Regions from separate parts of the Capsicum annuum genome. Here region 2 is linked to region 1. A link is a contact called in public Hi-C data. All regions are on one chromosome and are shown on one strand. The core of a region is the stretch at or near the end of the contact, and the rest is flanking DNA. Distances in the headings are between cores, read along the strand shown.

What was found. A called contact is a pair of places that touch in the nucleus more often than the background predicts.
Region 2: a contact with region 1 is called in a Hi-C map of leaf, with 2.1 times the contacts expected there. The contact joins the promoter of LOC107859324 here to the promoter of LOC107840842 in region 1. A contact is called at or near these places in 3 of 5 Hi-C or Micro-C datasets (bud, leaf and placenta).

Annotation. Positions count from the first base shown.
Region 1 is chr1:162,596,966-162,604,720 of UCD10Xv1.1, reverse strand. It overlaps LOC107840842 (putative methyltransferase C9orf114 homolog), which reads left to right and starts at 3,283. Exons shown (of 12, transcript XM_016684795.2): 1 at 3,283-3,370; 2 at 3,495-3,797; 3 at 5,237-5,284; 4 at 5,501-5,677; 5 at 6,080-6,146; 6 at 7,509-7,573. The coding sequence starts at 3,552. It overlaps LOC124892474 (a small nucleolar RNA gene), which reads left to right and starts at 7,161; the gene lies at 7,161-7,222. LOC124892467 (a small nucleolar RNA gene) reads left to right here and starts at 6,867; the gene lies at 6,867-6,927.
Region 2 is chr1:162,818,212-162,825,966 of UCD10Xv1.1, reverse strand. LOC107859324 (protein phosphatase 2C 70) reads right to left here and starts at 4,102. Exons shown (of 13, transcript XM_047407728.1): 1 at 3,663-4,102. The coding sequence starts at 3,878.

The DNA of each region.
Region 1 (7,755 bases), core at 2,034-4,533:
CCCTCGACATGTTTGATTAAATGCCAATGAGAATGTTTTCGTCACATAATTTGATATTTATTGAAAACCTTGCATTGTATAATATGGTAATGGAATCCAAATTGGTCTAAATGGTTTTAAAAGGATTAAAAAGGCCTTGGTGGTCATGGATTTGATTTTGAAAACCTTGTGGGGTACACAGAAATCTCCCAAGTGATTCTAATAATAAAATCTACGGGATACATGGGAATCCATTAAGTGTTGGCTAATGACATCGCTTGCAAGCTATAGTTGATATAACGATACCATTAATTAATGCCTTAATAATTAACTCTTGGAATTGGTGGTTTGATTATGTGTCAAATATTTTAGTTGGGCAATAATTGGGGTTGTGATAGTTAGTCGTGAAGGTATAAGTCCGAAAGGTTGTCACTAAAAACTCATGTTTGCCGACATGAGGATTGGTCTTGATGACCACGCACATATGGGGTATAAGGGAATCTCCCAAGTATATACATACATATGTATCATAGAGGGCGAAGGGTACAAGGGAATCCCCGGCCACCTATGGTATCTCCAGTTCGTGCGGCTACACGCACTGAGGCTCATTTAGGGGGGTAACACTGGACCCATATAGCCCGTAAGTAGATTATGACGGTAAAGCTACACAATTCAAGTTAATGTTTTAATACATTCTAAACCCGATTTCCATTCTCGGCATAGTATATATATGTGTGTATGTGTGTGTGTGTGATTTCATATAGTTATTTACTTTGGTTTTGAATAATGACATTACTTTATCCTTATTCCTGAGTACATGCTACCGTTCATCACGCTAACCGTCTTCAGGCACTGTATCCCCATGTGATGCAGGAACTGACCATACTATCATTCCTCCTGCTCAGTGACTTAGATTCAGGGACAGTTTTGTATCGGATTGAAGAGGTGAACTTTCATACTCCGGAAGGCTCCATTGCATGTTATGGACTTCTCTTCATACTTTTGTTATTTCTTAGACTTTGATTTGTGGCTATGGTTGGGGGCCTGTTCCGATTAGATATTCTTGGACATTGTTCAGAGGCTTTGTATGGACAACTGTGGACTTGCATATGGGATGGATATGGTTTTGGTTATTGTTGGGTTTGGGTTGCTATTGGTTGATTTGACTTATTTGGGTTGGTCTCGGTTATAGACCTATCCCAAAGTCATTACATTTTGAATTACTCTATCTTTTATATGTTCAGAATTCATCCGACTCAAGGTATATGTTGGTTGGTTAGATTGGGTATCAAGAGTGGTCTCCGGTCCTTATTGAACTTGAGATGCCCCTTACGACAAGGCCCTGATTTGGATCGTGTCAGTATGTCACGACAAAATTTTGTTTTTCTAATATCTTTGATTTCAAAATCTTTTTTCAAATATTCTACTGCCTTTGAAAGCTCTTTAGAAATTTCAATGATATCCAATACATCAACATATACAATTATGATGACAAATTATGTTATAAACCTTTTCTAAAGACACAAGGCATGGGGTCATTTTTGTATCATTTTTTGAATATATATTCATTAAGGTGATTATACAAATATGTCCTGACTGTTTCAATTCATATAAAGATTTATAAAGCTTTATTATACAACATATTCACGCATCTTTATATAGTTTAGAAATTTTCATAAAAAATATCCTTGACTACTAGCCAGATAAATAAGTTATGGCTGCATCCATCAAATGTATATCATTTGGATGATTAAAATTTAAAATAATATAATTAATATGTTTATTTAGAGATTTCTTTAAAAAAAATAGTGATTCTTCAATTTCATCCATTCATTGTTATCGTCATCATTTACTATTATCAACTATGTTCCACCACCCACCGTCCTCAACCACAACCATCGTTATTGTCACTCACTATTAGTAGCGCCATTTATTAGTGAGTGTGAAAATAAAAAATTTTGAAGTTGGAGTTGGAGTTTGAGTTGAAGTAGAGTTATAAATAGGTAAAAAAAATTCATGTAAAACTTAATATTCTTAATTACCGAGGTATTAATGGTGAATTATTAAAAAATTAAGGGTCCGTTTGGCCATGAGATTTTTTTACTTTATGTCAAATGCAACTCTAAAAGTTAATGTTTGGCAACTTGAAAAACAAGAAAAATCGTTTTCATTTTTTTCCATCCTCCTTCTCTCACAAAATTCAAAAGCAACTCCAAATATATTCATGGACAAACATAATTCTAAGGGTCCGTTTGCCCATAGAATTTTTTTCATCTTTCCTGAAATAATTTTCACCTTATGTTAAATACAACTCCAACTTGATGTTTGGCCATGAGAATTTTAAATACAACTTGAATTTGAAAAAGTAAAAAACAAGAAAAAGTTATTTTTCACTTTTTTTCATCTTTTTTTTTCTCACAAAAATTCAAAAATAACTCCAGTTATATTCATGAACAAACACAACTTCAACTTCGACTCCAACTCGAGCTTCAAGATTAAAAAATAATTTTTGCGACGAAATGCCCACTTAAATTGCAAAGGATCCAACTGGGTCTTTTTTTAAAAGGGGAAAGGACATGGGCTAGAATTTTTTTAAAAAAATGGCCCACAATTTGAAAATGTGGACAACTGTAGTCAGTCGGCCCAATTTAATTCCCTTGTTTAGCCATTTGACTCAATTGAGAACATGCAGTCTTTATACTCAATTGATACACTTTTATACCACATTGATACATTTTTATATTATATTGATACACTTTTTGAAAAAGAGAAAGGAAATTTTATGCAAACACATGTAGTTCTTATATTTAATTGATACTCTTTTATACCACATTAATACACTTTTATACTATAATGATACACTTGCAGTGTCTATGTACTCAATTGATACTCTGTTATACTAAATTGATCCATTTTTAGAATGCATGTAGAAATTAGATAGAGTCGTATAAAATAAATATCTAAATAATAATTGTAGTTAAAAATTGTATAGAATGTGTATAAAAATATTATAATTAACATATAGAATATGTATATAAATAGAAACTATATCATTATTATATATAAATATATATCTTTAACAATTATATTATATTAAAAGTATATGGTATTATATTTTATTGTATAAATAAGTAAAACTAAACAAAACAAATACTCTTGTATGTTATTTTAATAATGTTGGTGAATGCAAAATAATTTGAAAAAAAAAATAATTACTCTATTGTTTAAAAAGAATTAAAAAAATTAGAATCTTTAAAAAAAAAACAAGAGCCAAAAAAGTAACAACAAAAATTTAAAGAAAAAAAAGAAAAAGGGAGGCAAGACCGTGACGTACAAAATGAAATCAATGAATATCTAAATATTATCCATTGAAAGAAGGCTAGAAACTGAGGTATCTATTTCTTGGTCATTAGTTGGTTGGAAGTACTTTCCACTGAGTAGCTATTTATGGATTTTTGAATTTGGTGTTAGTTTTATGAAATAATTTTAGTTTTTTTATTTTTATTTTTTAAAAGCATTCGGACAGAGAGCAATATAAATAGCAGTGATCGTCGTAAAACCCTAAGCAGAAAATGGGGAAGAAAAAGAAGAGAGGCGAAAGTGAAGCAGAATGGGAACCCCTTAATATAGAGAGAAACAAAGAGCAAAATGATGTCCATCTTGGGAACGGGGATTCGCAGGAGCAGAAGAAGAAAAAGAAGAAAAAATCTAAAGAGATGGTGAAGGAAGAAAATGTGTTGAAGGAAAAACCCACAGTTTCCATAGCACTTGCTGGCTCAATCGTTGACAACACTCAGTCACTCGAACTCGCTACACGGGTAACTTCAGAAAATTTATTACACTCTCTTTTATCATTGGGTTTATTTGACATTGCCCAAAGTGTCGGATTCAGGATTTTTACTATTTGGTTCGGATTTGAACTCAGTACCTCAAGTTAAATTTTGACCCCCCTTAATCACTTAGCCAACCTCTTGCTTGTGTTTAGTGACTCAAAATATCTCTCTATATATATACATGAAAAAAAAAATTGCTGAGGGATTTGGGTTAACACTAATGCACACAATAACAACTGTGCTTCGATCCAAGAGTAGGGAGTGTGAATTAAAAACGACTTTTGAGAGTGAAAATAAAGAAAATAGGACACAACTCTGTAGAAGTAACACTTTAATTAGTGATAATGACACATATTTCAAAACAGCCACAAATCTTTTTAAATAACATCTTTCATTTGCTTAAAAAACTCCTGATTGTTTAAACAATATCCCCAAACCACCTTCCCTCCTCCACATCATCACCACCTCCAAAAACAATTAGCATATGTTTAAACAATATCTTGTGGTTGCTTAAACAATTCTTGTTTGTTTAAACATGTTTCGGTTGCTTAAACAACTCTCGGTTGTTTTCCGATGATTGCAACTTTTTTCACCTAATACTCTCTGAAAATTTTCACAATCAAGAAGATAAGGCAGAGAGAAAAAGATGCAGAAGAAAAATGGCAAATATGAAAGGGAGGAAGACGATGCAGGGGAGAAGGAAAAAGGAAAACAAGAAGAAGAAAGAAGCAGATGAAGAAAAAGAGAAAGGAGGAAGGAGGGAATTGATAGTTTGAAATTTGAAATATGAAAGAGGGAAAATGCCCAAATGAAGCTACATATCTAGTAGAATATTTCCCAGCACATCCACTAGTATGGGGATTTATCTTAATTTGTAGCTACTCCACTTCATTTTGGCATGTTTCATTTCTCGGTTCTTGTGTGTGACTAGATAATCATGTTCCTATACATTGATTATCAGCTGATTTATTAGTTTTAGTTCTGCATCTCACCTTTTTCGTCTGGCCTGGGAACTGGCCATGCCAAGTCACACAGATGCGGTTAGAAGGAATAGATTTTGAGAGACAACACGATAGAACTGATAAAGACATAAACTATTATTTTTTAGATAGTGGTGTTCGGGCTAGCTTTTTTATCTCAACTAGTTCTATAGGATACATGCCACCTCTCACCAGTAATAGTAACTCAGTTCACCAAGGCCAGGACAAATGAAAAGAATTCACCTAGTGCTTTTGTCTTTGCTTGGATTTGAACTTGAGACCTCGTAGTTCTCAACCCACTTCAGTGACCATTAGGCGACACCCTTGGGTGATAGATTACTTATTTTGTGTGCAAGTTACAGTTGTTTATCATCCAGGTCAACTTTTGTATTGTCTTAATCATCTTCTTATTACTTATTATCCTTCCTTTTCTTATTTGGGCAGTTGGCTGGCCAGATTGCTCGTGCTTCCACCATTTTTCGGATAGATGAGGTGCTCATATTTCCAAGTTGTTTATTTGATCAATTATTGGTTTCGTTGGGTGAATCTTTGGTATGAGATTGGTGTTTCTTTCAGTATGTGGACATCATACTTAAATGTTTGAACACATGCATACGATACAAACTCTAAAACAGCTTAAGTTGTCAAAAGAGATAAATAAATTGCGATGTGAGTGTGGACATGAGTTGAAGGTTTTTTCTTGAACAGGTTGTTGTATTTGACAACATAGGTAGTTCAGTGGACAGTTCAGATCCAACTTTGGAGGACGGGTCAAATGATGATGAAAGTGGTGCTGCGTTTCTTCTAAGAATTTTGAAGTATATGGAGACACCTCAATATCTTCGGAAGAGTCTATTCCCCATGCACAACAACTTAAGATATGTGGTGAGAATAGCCATTTGAAATTATGATAAATCGTCAATTGTTAAGAATTTGAAACTAGCTCTATTTCTTTTCTGGTGTTTTTCTCATGTGCACATATTTTGTTACTTTCTTACTGCTGCATAACATATTTACCTTTCTTAAAAAAGTTTTCTATTATGTAGTTGGATTTATTTAATTCAGTACCCAGCCTGGTGCTCCATTATTAGCTCACAGACTTGGTTATTTGATTTATTTTCATACAGTAACCAACAACTGCTGTGATTAACACGATTTTACTGATAAAAGAGCCAATACTGTTTTGATGAGATTAACTATTTCAGTTCAGTGAAGTTGTCCAAACGAAACAAGCTTAAATTGAATCGATTTTGTGATTTCTGATCTCAAATGTACTATTGTCTTCAGGGTTCATTGCCACCACTTGATGCCCCACATCATTTGCGGAAGCATGAATGGGCTCCCTATCGAGAAGGTAGCATCCTAAAGAATACCCCTATCATTTGCATGCCAGAGTCCAGACACACTATCTCACTCAGAAAATAACTAAAAGGACCTTGCACTCAATTGCTTGTTATTTGCTTTTTTTCTTTTTACTAAACTTTCCTATAATGAACGTGTTTTACTATTATGCTTATAAGCTCATCCTCAATTTTCCTTGACTTGCTACAACTTTGAAATCTTGATTTCTAAAAGAGAATTGCAAAATAAAACTTATATGTCAATGTTTCTCTCCTTATGAAAGCTCAGAATATCAATATCTTGATTTCCATTTCCCAACATCCTCCACATGGGATGTCTGCCACACTTAACTTTTACCGTTGGTTCAGCAAGGGTGTGATTCAAATGGTATTGATGTAAGTATGTCAAATCTTTTTCAGTTTTCTTAATTTAGTTGCCCTTTGCAAGGGTATGTTCATACACGATGGTGAATATTCAAATGTTAATACATGAAGGTGATGGCTTTTTCCTTGGTGTATGTGTAAATAATGATGCTTGCATCGCTGTATGCATGTACTTGTCTCTGTCTATTGTTTTCTATTGCAATGACATCTAATGGAGCTATTGGTGGATTGGATTCTTGTCACTTCAAGTCTTTAACATCCTTCTATCGATTTGTTTTTTAACTTCGAAAATATCTATATTTATTATATACAATTAATGGTCTGATGGTGCAAAGTTTGTTGCATATGATGGCTTACACTTGATCTCTGAACTTCAGGTAGGTCCTGTTGAAAATTTACTGAACTGATGCTAAAATTTTGCACCTATATATTGTCTTTAGTTAATGTATTTTGACCAAATAATAGTTATTTGGTTTGGCATTGAGGTTGTAGTAGTACTTGCTTTGTATGGTTACCTAAATATAAGGTTTGAAGTACAAAAATTCTAAAAGACTATCAAAATCTTACCTAACCAAACACTTATCTGGTTTGTTTTAAAAAATACATGATGAATGGATTATGGTGCAAAGTTAGCTGCATATGATGGCTTACACTTGATCGCTGAACTTCAGGTAGGTTCTGTTGAAAAATTCATGTTACTGATGCTATAACTTTGCACCTATCTGTTAAATTGACTCGAGAGTTCCAGATGGCTAAATTAAATGTAAGGGCCTGTTTAACAATACAAATCTCATATTAGATGTTAAATTAGATCTTGATTTTCATATATATCAATTAAATTATCCTTTTTCTTGTAACCTTTTTGACAAATTGCTCAAATACTTTTGTTATCTTGTCATATTCCTTTTAATCATGTTGTGTGGTGATGTAAGTATCAGCTTGACATTCTTGATGGATAGGTGACGCCTTGAGACATCTTTTTCTGTTTCTAGGTGTCACGCTAAAGGATCGGAATTTAACATCTGGGGGAACACTTGTTGACGTTGGGCTTAGCAAGGTATTTTACTCTCATTTTTCAACATGCTGTCTTACTTTGTTTTCAATTACCACTTTTCGGTACGCATCCTTCATCATGTCACCCGCTTTAACATTCTTACTTACGTTATCGGTGGCAACTTGTACAACATTTTTTCGGTCCAACTTTCTTAATAGTCTTCTCTAGCAAGTTGTACATTAGGT
Region 2 (7,755 bases), core at 2,853-5,352, 220 kb before region 1:
CTTTTTTGTTGTTTTTGTTCTTGTAGGTGGGGGTTCAAACAGTTTAATAAGTACATCCAAATCTTCTGTAAAGAACAAAAGAATTTCACAGAGATACAGAATGCCTAAAAAGACCAAACCATGAGAAGGTTAAAAAATTTATCCATGTGCATTTATATGCTGACAGTTGTCAGATTCTATCAAGCCAAGACACAGGGACAAGGCAAGTACTTAGAAGTTTGGCTGGCCAACTAGAATTTTAACAACTTCATAGACAAAAATAACAATGGATATATGTAAAAACAAGAAAGAACTTGTAAGAGGTGGGCTTAGTTATTGTTGTTTATTTTTATTAGGCCTAGGAGTGGACATTATTTGGTTAAAATTGAAGAAACCGTCCACCAAAGTTTTCGGTTTTTTGGGCCTGTTCATTGTTGAATGTTTTCAAATATCGGTTTGATTTCCACAGTTGAAAACTTCGGTTAACTGAAAAACCAAAGTTACTGGTTAGGTGTTCCTTGAATTTTGGATCTGCATCTGTTAGTCCATTCAATTAGCCTCCACTCTAGCACTTTCAGCCAAAAGCTTACCATCTCAAGAACCAAGGATTTTACTCTTCATCTGTCACACGACCCATTTTACGCAACAAGAATTCGGAGGTCCTATGCTCTAAGCGACGATACTCATCTCAGCTCGCAACTTGTTTGATAGAACTCCCCATAGAAGCATTCATAAATTTAATTTCAATCAAGTTGGACTTGGGCGAATAGCAAGACTAGAAACATAAAAGTTTTTTATCTGTTTCAAGGTCTTCTTATTTTTTTTTGAAAAAACCCAGCTGGAAATGTTCAAACAAGGAAACTGAACTGGACTTTAGAAAAGCCGAATCAAACCGAATTAATTTTACTTCAGGTTTGGTTTGTAATTTCGAAGACCCAAAACCGAACCGATCGAACCCACCCCTAATTACGCATGCGTCATTCAGAAGCTTTTATTCTGGTTAGCGATCATCATGTTTATGGAAATATGAGCCTGCGGTTTAGAAAACTCCAAATTTGCTTTAAAGGACAAATTATTTAGTAGATGAAATTAACATGAAAAGTGAAACGGCTATAGAGACTTCATTCAGCTGACCTCAGCTAAACTGAAGTTGAGGCTTGATTAATAATAAATGAAGATTTCTATTGATACTATCTGTAGATGATATCTAGGTTCATAGCAGATCTCATCTGTTCTTTTGGATCTTATGAAAAAAAGAAAATACTCCTATTCCTTTTTAATCTATTCCAAAAAGAATGACATACTTTTCCTTTTAAAAAGGATTAATCTTCTCTTTTGGATATTATGAAAAAAATATACTACTCCGGTTCCTTTTTAATATACTCCAAAAAGAATTGACATACTTTTCCTTTTAAAAAGGATTACACATTTCTATATACGGGAACTCTTAGGCAGCATTTTTTTTTTTTAAGATTCAGACGTCTGAATCTAAATGCCTGAATGCACATCTGAATGATTAAGATGTTATCTCTAGATCTGAAAACTAAATGACTAAGACTGTTTGTTTTTCATCATCTAAATGTGCAGAATATTTTTATTTATATATATAATAAAATAAAAAATACAATTCAAATAAAAAATTAATTATATATTAGAAAAGTATGTAATTTAATACAATAAAATTATTATTTGATTGAGAAAAAACATTTATGTTTATTAGTGATAGTGAAGATGGTTTATAATGGTGATTGCGATGACAATGATTGATGTTAATGATTAATAATATTGGTGGTAATAGTTGTGATGGTTGGTATTGTAGTGACTGTTATGATGGTGGCGATTGTGGTGGTGGTAGTGGTTGTGATGTAACGTTGCTTGATGTTAGTAGTTTGAGGTGTTGATTGTGTTGGCTGAAACATGAATGCATGATGGTTGACGATGTGTCGGTGCTAGTTGGAGATGTTTGTTGTGATGGTGGAGATGATTATTAGTAGAGATAAATTGTAGCGATGGTAGTGGTTGAAGTGGTGGTAGAGGTGGCGTTAATAGTGACAATGGTGGTGGCGGCCGAAGAATGTGTGAAGATTGTGATGTATTAGTGGTAGTTAGCAGTGGTGCTAGTTGTGATAGACGAGTTGGTCGATCTTAGGGATTGACCGGTAGTGGTTGATGATGGTGGTGGTGTTAACGGCGGTGGTGGCAGTGAATATAATTAGAATAATAGAGGTAATAGGTGTGGTAGCGGTTGACAATAGTGATTCATAGCGATATTTGTTATCGATGGTGGTTGTGATGGTGGAGGTGGTTGGTGGTGGTGGGTGGTGATTGATAATGGCGGCGATAACAGAGGTGGTTAGTGGTGGTTAGTGGTGGTGACTGCTGATTATGAATAGAGTGGTGAATATTATCCAATACTAGAATATCTCTTCAGACCTATTAAGACCTGGTTCTAGATCTAAATGATTCAGACCTATTAAGAGCTAAAATCTTCATAAAAAACAAATACACATAATGGTCTGAAGTTTGAACCATTCAGATTCAAACCTCTATTAATGAACAATGATCCTATAGGCAGAGAAATATCATGTCATGTCTACAACCACAAGTTCTAGCTGTACTTTTAGTGTGTGCCAAAGGTTCTCTTTCTCCCTTAAACTTCGCACCAAGTCAAATACTATCATATATAATGAAACCTAGGGAGTAGTAAATACCTAGATGACTAGTCAAATATATTATACGCCCATGCTACTTCCCTGCATATGCAATGACTGATGAAGTAGGAAATAGCTCTTTATAATAATTCTAGAAATTCATATGAGGTTCCTCCAAAAGCCTCAACTGTACCTCAACAGATACACACCATGTCAAAAACTACATTAGGGACCATAAAACAGAATTTTGAACTGTAAGTACTTGACTACATACCAAGTAACATCTTATGGGAGATACGCGAAAATCGCCTCTTAGAACCTCTTACGTAACCAACCACATAACCTGACATAACAATGTAGATTGCTCTTCGAATAAACAAAGAAGTTCCACGTTCCATTCCCCTAGAACTCTAATTGCTCGGTCATTATGGGATCGCATTCGCATTCAGTTCCTGATCGAACAAAAAGAAACTTCTCCAAGTCTCAGATTTTCTCCTCTGTCTAAACTTGTTCTCCTAAACACCACGTGAAAAACATAGTGTCCCTAAATATAGAAACCAGGCTGGGCTAGTCCACATTCAATTCAGAAAATGCACTAAAATAAGCAACAATACCAGCTTCCGAAACCAATAAAGTTTCATACTATGCATCCGCAAATACTACCGCGTAAACCAAAAATCATGATCTATCAATATTCCATCTCCCATCATATTAGAACTATTATCAATCACCAAACTACACCTCAATTCCAAATAAAGATGGGTTAGTTATCTTAATCCTTATTAATAAACCCTAGCAAATTTAATCCAAATCAAGAAAAGTCACAATCTTGATTACATCCCACCATATTAGGAACAAACAAAAAAGTTTTTTTCAGGTCAGCCATAATCAAAACCCCAATAACCCAATCACAGGGGAAAAAAAAACACTTTTTGTATCATCCAACAATAAACAATAAGCAAAACCCCCAAGAACCCAATTGCAAAAAAGATCATTTATTGGATGAAAAAAGAAAAGGAAAAGGGGGTTCACCTTTTTATTGCTAAAGGGGAGAGAGTTGGAGGAGACATGAGAAGAGTAAAAGAAACGCCATGGCTTATATCTGCAGGCGATGAGGATAATAAGGAGGATGAAAAGGAGCATAACAACAATAAGAAGAAGACCCTCGTTTGATAAGAAGAGAATGTTGTTGGTGGTAAGAGTGGTCATGGTGATGCTAACATCATCAACATCAGCAGCACCTGGCATAGCGATGAACCCTCACCGTACGTGATGATGATTATGAGAGAGAATTTCAACTACTTCTATATTTCTCTCTATTTCTATCAAATCTAACCAACCCCTCTCTCTCTCTCTCTCGGCTTTGCGAGAAGCTCGCTTTGAAATGGTCGCATTTATTTTGATCCTCTTTGTTTTCTCCTTCCCCACCTCTTTTATATCTACAAATTCTTTTTTTTATATTGATTTCATTCAACCAAAAGGGTCAATGCCTTCAACCATGTAAAGTGGCGTAAAAATAACCTTCCTCTATTTATTGGGCTTAAAATATTTTTTTCATCTACAATCTAAAATATCTTTCTCACCTATCTATTGTATCTAAAATGCCCTTCTCATCTATCTATTGAACCTATTTTATCATTTTATTTAGGCAAATTATATAAAAAAATCATCCATAAAACTTAATTACATAAATAATAGTACTTTTTTTATATTGCAAAAATAATATTTTTTTCATATATAGCCATTTTAAAAAATCAAAAGGATAATTATAATTCTTAATTTAATACAATAACTAATTATCAATTCACCTTAATTTAGGAAATATATTTTCAATCTTCAAATTATAAGTGAAAAAGATAATCCCTGCTTTCAAAGATTTTTCTCTTTTATATTTAAAATTTAAATATTTTTAAATAAGCTAAGTATTTCATTATTTTCTCGTGTATGTTTCACTTTATTTTCATGTATGTTAATTATCTAGTATTATTTCATTATTATGTATTTTTAATTCTAATGTAATGAGTTAACCATATTTTTTTATGAATAAATACTTATAAAATAAAAATCATTATGTTGGAAGTACAGATATATCATATATATTTTTGTTATATAAATATAATTAATGTCAAAATCAGTTTATTATTATATTTTATATATAATTTTTGCACCATTTGATATTATATCAAATGGTGTTTGATATTATATCAAATGGTGCAAATGGTGTTTGATATTATATCAAATGGAGCAAAAATTATATAAAAAATATCATGAATATTTATCTCATAAATTCTATAAAATATATAATAATAATCTTACTTTTACATTAATTATATTTAGACAACAAAAATATGTGATATATTACTTCCAACAAAATGATTTTTATTCCATAAATATTTATCCATAAAAAATTATGGTTACCCCATTATATTAGAATTAAAAATACATAATAATGAAATAATACTAGATAATTAACATACATAAAAATAAAATGAAACATACACGAGCAAATAATGAAATACTTAGTTTATTTAAAAATATACGAATTTTGAATATAAGAGAGAAAAATATTTGAAAGCTAGGATTATCTTTTCTACTTTTAATTTGAAGATTGAAAATATATCTCTTAAATTAAGGTGAATTGATAATTAGTTATTGCATTAAATTAAGAATTATGATTATCTTTTTTTATTTCTTAAAATGGTTATATATGAAGAAAAAAAACTTTTATTATTTTAATATCGAAAAAGTACTATTATTTATGTAATTAACTTTTATGGATGACTTTTTCATATAATTTGCCTAAGTAAAAGGGCAAAATAAGCCCAATAGATAGATGGGAAGGACATTTTAGAACAATAGATAGGTGAGAAAGACATTTTATATCCAATAGGTAGACGAAAAGGGTATTTTAGGCCCAATAGGTAGACGAAGGGTGTTTTTATACCATTTTACATAGTTGAAAGACATTTTATGTCCTTTTTCGTTCATTCAACTTTGAATGTATAAATATATGTGTTCTATTGGTACAATATTCATAAGATATGAATAAATTAAATATATTTTTAATTTCAAAATATAAGAAATAATTTCTAATAAAATATATTTTTAATCAAAAACTTCTTAAAAAATGTGTTAGATCAACAAAAATTAAAATATTAAATGTATTATACAGGTGGAGTAACGAGTGTGTACTGTGGAAAAGAATATGCATACACGTATATTATATTAGCTTGTAGCAGAAGAGAGTAATTTTGGGTCATACACACATGGACATGTCAATTGTCAACGATCTAAATCTGATAATGGACCTTACTTGCTAAATGGGATTTGCCTCAATTATATCTCTTTACTAGTACTTAATTATCTCACTTTTATCACTTAATTAATCATAAAATGGAGTGTTTTTGTTAATGATCAATAGATCCTTATTTACGCAATAAATTCAATCTTACCTAATTCCAATTTCATTAAATTGCCTTTTAACATAACGATCCAATAAATAACATGGGATCATATTGAAGATAGAAAAGAAAGAACTTGTTTATGTATTAATATATTATATATAAGATATATTATATATAAGTTATACCATGTTTAGTAGCTAACTAAGAAATATATTATTCATTTATAAAATTAATACCACGTTTCATTGGTAATTTAGAAACTCACATAACTAATACTTATATAAATTATGAGAAAACTATTGTATTTCTTTTCTATTATATAGAAGAGGTGGTTTCGACCACCTCTTGCAATTACCAAAAAATCAACTACTTCCATTTAATTAGATATCATGTCTCAATATATAATAATTTCATTATTTCATCATAATGGTTTAAATATTTAATATATTCTATTAAATTATATTAATTAACTATAACTACATATTGAAAGTAATTTTTATTTATTTATTTAATTGTCTATCATGTTCAAAACTAATTTGTTATCACAAATCACAATAATTAATAACTTAAAATATTTAAAAGATATACAGAAATTTTATTGACTCTTACCAAAAAAACCCTCTACTCTTACTTAATTACATACCATGCCCCAATATATAATAATTTCATTGTTTCATCATAATAATTTAAATATTTAATATATTCTATTAATTTATATTAATTAACTATAACTACATATTGGAAGTAAAAAAAAAATTATTTATTTAATTAGCTATCATTTTCAAAACTAATTTGTTACCACAAATCACAATAATTTGTTACCACATATAAAAGTTTTATTGACTCTCATTATTTTAGCAATGCCACATAAATTAAAATAAAAAAAAGTACTGCAAATCATAATAATTAACAACTTAAAATATTTAAAAGATATATAAAAAATTTAGTTGACTCTCAAAATTGTATCGACGCCACATAAATTGGGACACAAGGATTAAATATATTATTTGATAATTACGTAAAAATTATTATAAATCACAATAATTAACAAGTTAAAATACTTTTTTTAAAAATAAATAAAAGTTCTATTCAACTCTCAAAATTTTATCGGTGCAGCATAAATCATGACAAAATAAAAAATTATCTTAATTAATTGCAACTAAATATTTAAAGTAAATCAATTTTATTATTTTAACTGACTTTTATATAGAAAATTAATCTTTCTATTTATTTATTTATTTATTTATTTTAGTAAATTTAAATTTTAAAATTATTTTTTTCTTATATAAAAATACTAATGTTTAAACTTAACTTAAAATTTTTAAAGTAAAAAATTAATAAATTTAATTTAATAAAATAAATTTCTAATGAATATTTTCTTAGAATTTGTGTTGGGTCAATATGTATCAAGTTAAAAATATATAGTAAAATTTTATTATTGTGAAAGATAAATATAATGCACTATCCAATAATGTTTAATCATACTATATTTTGCATATGCAAATATAGCATCCCGTATTTAATTAATATACTATTTCGGTGAATTATAGATTATTACTATTGGATATGATAAAATTATATTAATTTTTATAGTAATAACATAATCAGTCGCTCTTAATTAATTATTATGAGTCATCTAGGTATTAAGAAAATAAATAATATTTCATGAAAAATAAAATAGACATAAAATGTGAAATTAACTTTTAATATTTTAAATTAAA